2 separate regions of the Rattus norvegicus genome follow, and region 1 is linked to region 2. Evidence: chromatin contacts called from public Hi-C data. All regions are on one chromosome and are shown on one strand. The core of a region is the stretch at or near the end of the contact, and the rest is flanking DNA. Distances in the headings are between cores, read along the strand shown. Region 1 has its middle 11 kb from the start of Tmigd1. Region 2 overlaps Cpd (carboxypeptidase D).

Region 1 (4,200 bases), core at 1,443-3,942, 79 kb before region 2:
GACCCACATGTGTCTTTTCCCCAGGACTGGGATCAAATGAGACCAAGCTTTACCCTGGTTGTTTTTTTGTTGTTTTGTTTTGATTTTGTTTGTTTGTTTGTTTTGAGTTACCATTTCTCACTGAATCTAAAGCTCACAATTTTGACTATGTTAGCTGGTCAAAGAGCCCTCAGATATGCCTATCTCCCCACCCCACCCATCCCTTGGGTAAGAGGTGCTCTCTGACACATCTGGGTTTGACATGGGCACTGGAATCGCAACTTAGGTCCTCACAGTTGTGTATGAAGCACTTCACCCACTGATGCATCTCCCTGGCCCCTTTATCTTATCATTTTCACAGGATCTCATTATGTCACTCAGACTGACCTCAAACTCCAAACCTGCTCTGGCCTCCACACTCTTCCTTCATTTGAGGACACAGTTAAGAGCCAAAGTAGGTGACCTTTGCGAATGACCACTAGAGGTCACTTTGCACCCACAGTGGTTCTGGAGCTAGGGTTGAGATCCTCCCAGGCCTGTTACTGTTCTGATCAATCTGGGAAGGGATGAGTGGGGAAAGAGATGGGGAAGGGAAGCTGGGGGAACGAGGATTTGGGGGGGGTGGGGACTGGGATACAGAAAGAGCAATACAGAATGAAGTGAGTCCCTTAGGAGAGGACGACACCCTCTATTATCAGTATGGATGACTAAAATGGGAAGAGAGTTCTAAGACTTCCTCATCCAAAAGGGGAGAGGAGGTGGTGGTGGCACCCCCAAAGAAGACGGTCCACCAACTGCCTCACCTGAAAAATTCACTTGCCTTCTCAGTGGTCTGCCTAGTGGAAGCTAATGGAGCTTCAGCTCCAGGCACCGTCATGTGCACAGGCCTCTTCCAAAGGTCATTAATCACTAAATGTGTGGAATCTTCCTTAAAAGGGCCTCTCCATATAAGCATCAAGCCCCATGGGTCCTGACTTTAGCCCCCACTGACTCCAGTACAGAGGTTTAAAGGAAGAGGAAAAGGAGTTCAGAGGTTCCAAAGGAAAGTACCCGCCCCAAGATTACGAGGGAGGGGCTTCCTGTAAGAGTAGGAGGGTTCATTCAAGGGCCAAAGACCCCAGAAGCTACTTAAATCCGAAAAGGAGGCAGGGTGAGCTATGGGGCCATCAGAGGTGAGGGAGTCCTCCTCCTGTTGGTCTGAAGGTTCCTGTGGCTGGCAGAAGTTTGCCTCAATCTTTACAGAGAGGCCTGCCGCATCCTGTTAGCTGCTTTCTGAATAAACAAAAGTCTTGCCAACCATTGTGCTGAGTTGGAAAGAAGGGGAAAAAAAAAAACAACCTCCAGAAGGAAAGTTATAGAATCCCTGAGCTGTGAACTTTGCAAAGGGATAAATGATAAAGGTACCAGGAAGCCACCTGCTCACAGTTCTGGAATACCTGCTGTAACTAGCAGTCCTGGGTTAGCCTCCACTCACCTTTCCCAACACCCGCGGTCACAAACACCCCCAAATCCCATCCCATGGGATTTGAGATCTGAATTCAAGAGCTTGGCTGCCTTGCCAATAATTTCCTTTTAGAATGTGGAATACTGTGTAATGGGCAAAGTGGACCTGGTTTGGCGAGGAGTTTACAGGGAATAGGGCACTACGGGGAGAGGAGAAGCAACAGCATTCCCACACGACAGCTCAAATACCCTGCAGCTGAGATACTGCCTCACTTGATCCGGGGTCTCCCTGAACCAAGGAGAGAGTGAAAGAGAAAAGGGAGCTCAAAAGAGGAGAGGGTCCAGGGGTTTATAAAAGCTAGCCCAGAGTCCACTAACTGCCAGCTTTGGAGACTCCGTCCATCCTAACAGGGTGCTACTGCTTCCCTAAACACGTCTCACCTCTCCTGCATCTCTACTTCCTTTGTCCCTGGGCCTTCGTCACTTTGTTCACCTCTGGAGAGACCTAGGAGACCTGGCAAGCCAGCCATGGCCATCCGTACAGTTCCATAACAAGATGGACAGCTCTGTTTGGGAGATGTGAAGGTCCTGGGATCAAAGTTCAAGCAATACACACAAGGCTAGGTGCAGATGACTTGAGGAACCTAGGGGCTCTCTGGCTTTTAAATGAACCACAGTAATGGAACCCAACTGGTCCCAGCAGTTGACAGGCACTGCTGAGAACCGCCTGCTTCTCTCGCAGCCGCATACCCGGTGACTTCAATCTGGTACTTGAAATTGGCCAAAGTGAAAGGATTTTTATAATTGAAACTGGCAACTGCTGCAAATCCAGGCCCTCCTCTCCAGAACTGTTAGACATTTACCAGAGGATCATTGTGCCACCCCTAGCACACACACCACCCAAACTGCCAGCAGTCTCCGTATTTGTCTATTCATGGGCGCACAGAAGAGCGCCTGCATGTGTTCGCCATTACAGCCAGCAATCTTCCTTCTTCCGTTATGCAGGCATTTGAAGTATTTTCCTAGTTACTACATCCCGACCCCAGACAGTTTTCTAATTTCTTTCTTTTATAGTCCATAATTGCTCTTGTATCTTCCTTTTGGAGGCCCTCCTTGCCCTAGGGACGATGTGCCCTACGTGTGAAATTTGCTGTGGCAATAATCCAGTCAGGAGAACAAATTACCCCGTCTTTCCATAAGTGAGTGATATAGAGACCAACAGCCCAATATCGTTCAAATGAAAGCCGGGTCATGATTTGCTGTCTGGGCTCCTTTGCAATGGTAGAGACTGTGCCATTGGCTTCATCCCTGATTGGCATATGATCTACCAAGCTCCACCCCCGTGCCCTGACCAGTATTCTTCCAAAGAGCTCAAAGTCCTTGCAGCGTTCCCACAATGAACATCCTGTTCCTCTAGGACACGGAGGAATTTTTTGCATGAGCGTCTTTGTGTCAGATGGAGAGAAACAAAGAGAAGTCACTTGATCTGCTCAGGCCAGCCCCAGTGATGGATATTCCAGCATGAAGACCATTAGCTGCAAGATATAGCCTGGGAAAATACAGGAGGAAATGGCTACCCACATGCCCACTTCCTGCCAAGTACTCTTATAATATACAATTTGAGGTATTCATGGTAAAGTACTTGACTAGCATGTGCAAATCCCTAAGCTCAGTTACCAGGGGGATAGGATGGTAGTGCTGGCTGTATTTGGAGGTCTAGACAAGAGCAACTATGTTCAAGTAACATAGTGACGCCCTGTCTCAATAAACTAGAAAAAAAAAATCCCACCATAAGCTCAAAAAACAGTCAATGATTTAACATTTTAAAACTTAGTCAAGTTGCACAGCAGGACTTCTCAGGAAAAACAACCCTGCCACGATTCTGACCAAGGCTCCCCTCTTCTAAACCCACCCCCCAAAGCATCTCTTTGTAAGAGTCCTCACTTTGCTCTGGTGTTCACTATCTTCGAAGTGGAGTATTAGTGAGTACGGTCGCTTCGCTTGGTTTCTGTGGTGTACTTAAGTCTAGAACAGTGGTTGGCACATGGTAAATATCTGTGGAAACCACACTCTCCCCTCCCTTCTGTGCTGGGGTTTGAACCCAGCGCTCTAAGTTATGCTTCCAACCCTAATTGCTTTTAGATTCACTCATTGGCCTCCTGTTATGTGAGATCCCATAGAGAAACCACATTTCCTTCTTAGGTCCCCAACTGCTTCAAGGTTCTGCCAAGGTGTATTAGTTCTCTGTGATGCTGTTTTACCTTTGTTTCTTCTTCCACGACTACAGATGATATCTCTGGAGTCTTACATTAAGATTTTTGATTTCTGAGCCAATCCACCTGATACGAGGGCCCACACTCTTCCAGTCTGCACTGAACATGCCACAGGGATCACCTCTGGGCCAGAGTTCCTCTGCATAGTTAGAGGAGACATTTTACAGCAACGGCCAGTAGGAGTGGATTGTGGACTAGAGCCATTCTTGGGCTGACACCTCTCAAGAAAGAGCAGATGGAAGACAATGGACAGTTTATTAAATTAAGGTCGAGTGTTAGTGTTGGCGCTGTAGTTCATTGGTAGAGCATTTCCCTAGCATCATGAGGTCCTAGGTTCAGTTCTCAGCACTGCGTTAAGTGGAGCTCAGAGGCATCTGGAAAGTGTATATGCCCTCAGCCCAGGGCCTGGATACGCAGCTTAGCAGTAGAGCATTGGCCTAGCATGTAGGTCATTTGTTTGTTTGTTTGAAAGGGTCAAGAAGATAGATCAGAGAGTAAAGATACC
Region 2 (4,043 bases), core at 678-3,177:
TTTGCTTTAAAGATCTGTAAGACATGGTTGCTTTTTTTAAAATACATAATGTACCCCCCAAAAGCCGTAATTCACTCAGTGGGATTGGAGCCTGAGATGCTTGCATGTTAGGGTGGCTGATGTTGTGTGTGATATTAAAACACAGTGAAACCTGCCTTAAACTTTAATCTTTTATCCTGCAGGAGACTCGATAAGTGTAGTTGGCAGAAACAACAGCAACAACTTTGACCTAAACCGAAATTTCCCAGACCAGTTTGTTCCGATCACAGATCCTACCCAACCTGAAACTATCGCTGTGATGAGCTGGGTGAAGGCCTATCCGTTTGTGCTGTCGGCCAATCTGCATGGAGGTACGGCAGCTCCTACGCCGCTAAGTTCATCTTGTTGAGAGCATTTGAAACCCTGCTGCAATTGTCTGCTCGTATAGTCCTAGGCTTTCTTCAAGTGAGTACTCTGTCACTGCCTCTGTGACAGAGAACAGTTAAAGCCTTTCTCCTTTCTCCTTTCTCCTTTCTCCTTTCTCCTACTCTTGTAGGCCAGTCTCATGGCTCTCCCACTCTGTTCCCCACTCATCTTCCTTCCTTCTTTTCTTTCTTTCTTGACTTTTTTTTTTGGTTGGTTGTTGTTCGTTTAGCCATGTCCTCACCATGTACCAAGGCAGGCCTGACGCTCACTGTGCAGGCCACACTGGCCTTGCCTGCAGCCATCCTCCTCCTGCCTCTGCCTCCGTGGTGCTGGGATTGCAGGTGAGCATTAGCAGGCCCAGCTTGCTCTCATCTTTTGTCACACAGTTTTTCCTCCCATGCCCTTTCTCCTCCTTTCTTTTTCTTTCCTTTAAGTTTTAATGTTATTTATTATTACATATGTACTGTGTGTGTGTATGTGTGTGTGTGTGTGTGTGTGTGTGTGTGTGTGTGTGTGTGTACATGCTATGGCATGTGTGTGGAGGTCAGAAGACACCTTTCAGAAGTCAGTTCTCTTTTTCCACCGGATTTGAGGATCTAATTCAGGTTGTGGATTTACTCACAGTGCTTTTCTCCCACTAAACCATCTCTCCCTCCCTTTCTCCTCTTCTTCCCACTTCCTGCCTTCCTTTTTCTTGGTTTTTTGTTTTTCATATCACTATAATAGTTCTTTAAAGGTTGATTTGTTACACTGTTAAATGGTCACTTTGCTATCAAAAAGTCAAACACATTCTCTTCTACTTGTGCCCTCCCCCCTGTGTACCACACACACACACACACACACACACACACACACATACACATACACACACACACAGTAACTTAACTGCACCAAAATGACTTCATTCTCATTGGGGATTTGGGAATATAGTTGTCAAGATGACTCATCAGGAATGAGTCATTTGAACAAAATGAAAGGTCAATATTAAGAGAAACATCATAGGTATATATCTGAGCCAGTAGGGTACCTACCTAACATGCATGAAGCCCTGGAGTCTGTGACCAGCATGTACCTCTTAAGCCTGGCATGGTGGCATATGCCCGTAATCCCAGCACTCAGGAAAGAGAAGCGGGAGGATCAGGAGTTTAAGGTCATCCTTATCTACATAGTAGTTCAAGGCAACCTGGGGTACATGAGCACCTGTCTCAAAACAGTCATGTGAATAAGAGCGGAAGTACCAGTCTGGAGAGATGGGCCAGCAGATAAGGACCTGTGCCAGGTTCCATCCTCTGAACCCACAGAGTGGAAGGCAAAAATCTACTCCAGCAAATGTCCCTCTGACGTCCACACATGCATTTTGATGCAGTAGAAGGCATTATAAGCAGACAGTCAGACATGTGAAAACAGTTTGACAATCAGGAAAATAAAGGATGTGGTTCTTTGACAATCATAGCTCAGAGCTTCTCCCTGAGACCCACCATTGTTACTCTCCTCTTGTGCAAAGCATGAGGTGGGGGATGGCCTTTTTGCAGTTGAAAGCATCCCTTTCTTCCTTGAATCCTTCATTGTTGTTACAACCCCAACTGAGTCACTAGACCATTTTTCTGTGTGGACCAGGCTAAGTTGCCTAACCTCCTGTTTTAGAGAACGCATCATTGGCCTTGCTTGACAAATCTCATGGCTCTCCCTCTGCCTCACCTTTCCTGTTGCTGTGATAAAACACCTGACAAGCACTACCTAAGGGAGTGGAGGTTTATCTCTGCCCACAGCCCTGGGGTGCAGCTCATCCTGGCAGGGAAGTCTTGGCAACAGAAGCTTGAGGAAGCCTCTTAGAACGCAGAGAATGGTAAATGATTGAGCCTGAGCTTCCTGGCAGTGGAGCCCAGGGAGCGGTGCTGACCCTTTTACAACGAATGTAATCAAGATAATCCTTAAAGGATGCATAGAGTCTAACCTGATTAAATAATCCCTCAAGGGTCCAAAGGAGGGCTTGTCTGCTGGGTGGTTCCAGGGCCTGTCGAGGTCATGAACCGGACCTTCCTTCTCTGACTGTACTGTGAAAGCTTGTTTTCCACAACTGATCCATTTTGAAACAGTGCCTTTTCCTGTTTCCCTTGTAGGTTCCTTGGTGGTTAACTACCCTTATGATGATAATGAACAAGGAGTTGCCACATACAGCAAATCACCAGATGACGCCGTGTTTCAACAAATAGCACTTTCTTATTCCAAGGTATACTGGAAAATTAAGTAAAAACTACCTTAAAGCACTCAGGTAGATGCTCTCACTGCTAAGATACCCAGGGCTCCTTTCATTTTTTTTTTCCTTTTTCTTGTTTCTTGTCTCACTTCTGAACATTACATCTCTTTTTCCACCAGCTTTTAAACTCAGTTATGTGTTTTATCTGTGGTTTTTAACTCAGCACCTGGAACAGAAATGATGTCAGCTCATTTTATTTAGTACATATTTAGTTTATAAGTCCAATAAAGTTGCTAAAGCAGAATTGATAAGTTAATTTTTTTTTTTTTTTTTTTTTTTGCCATACAACCACAACCATGCTTTACAAATAGTCTGTGTAGCCAATCTTGGCTACTTTGTGGGTTTTCTTCCACCCTTCTTCACCCCTTTTCTTCTACCCTTTTAACCCCACAACACTAGGTAGGAGACAAAAAAGGATGGAGAGCGAAGGGGCGATGTTCTCCCTGGACTTCCTGCTGATTAGGAGTGTGACAGGTTTGATGTTTGTTGTTAGGAGATCTGATTTCTTCTGGTCGTTTCATCTTTGCGCACAAGAACCTAACAAACCTCCACCAACAACCCACCCGCCTCTCAGGGCCCTAGCAGTTATATGCGCTCTGGAAAGACCCCAGGATTTCAAACATCATACAACAGCAGACACTGCTGGCTGCTGGCAACATCATGCCCCTGGCCAAAGCATGAGGCAAATCATAGTCGGCTGCTGTGGACACCCTAAAGCAGCCACACATCCCATACCTGGGATTAAAATGAAAATACATTCTTATAATATTTCTGGATTTTTTAAAGAAACCAAAATTCCAAAATTGTCACTACACGTCTTGGTTGTATTCTCTTAGAGCATTTGAACATAGGTCAGTCTGATTACCATACCAACAAAGACAAACCCTACAACCATCTCAGTAGAGGAAAGGCAGTTGAATGCTTGTGACAGAGACCTTTAGGTCTGTTAAAGCTAAGTTTTACTATCTGGCTCCCTGTGTAAAATGTTGCCGATTGGTCATAGTGCTTGAATCCCTGTCCTTAGGAGGTGAATGGTGAGGCAGAGGAGCATGGATTAGGGGACACCCTAGTTAAACAGCAAGCTCCAAGTCAGGGTGGGCTATGAGAACGTGGCTCAAAAGACAAAACAAAAATCACCAGTAATTCATTAAGATATTTGAAGTTTTACCTTAATGTAAAAAAGGGCAAACAAGATTCTATGTTTTCTAAACTTCCTATATAATGAGCACAGTTTCTTTTCCAAATCAAAATATCAAGATAATGACTGGGGAAGTTGCACAGTTAACAACATGCATGATGACTTGAGTTCAGATCCCTGGTATTCACACAGAAGTCTGGGCACAGAGGCACATCCATAACCCAGCCCTGGGAAGGCAGAGGG

Evidence for each region. Hi-C and Micro-C count contacts between places; a contact is called where the count stands out from the background.
Region 1: a Hi-C map of Schwann cells shows a contact between it and region 2, with 4 times the contacts expected there. The contact joins two enhancer-like sites. A contact is called at or near these places in 12 of 12 Hi-C or Micro-C datasets (the A7r5 cell line, the Rat2 cell line, Schwann cells and 7 more).

The regions. Positions count from the first base shown.
Region 1 is chr10:62,224,158-62,228,357 of GRCr8, reverse strand. No RefSeq gene overlaps it. Among named protein-coding and RNA genes, the nearest start is that of Tmigd1, 11 kb to the left of the region's middle. Within about 2 kb of position 2,692, at least 30 of the 93 cell types and tissues checked have an H3K27ac peak or open chromatin away from gene starts, as enhancers often do. A contact at or near this core is called in Schwann cells, where this site is marked.
Region 2 is chr10:62,145,040-62,149,082 of GRCr8, reverse strand. It overlaps Cpd (carboxypeptidase D), which reads left to right. Exons shown (of 21, transcript NM_012836.2): 7 at 183-350; 8 at 2,526-2,635. Among named protein-coding and RNA genes, the nearest start is that of Cpd, 39 kb to the left of the region's middle. Within about 2 kb of position 1,927, at least 22 of the 93 cell types and tissues checked have an H3K27ac peak or open chromatin away from gene starts, as enhancers often do. A contact at or near this core is called in Schwann cells, where this site is marked.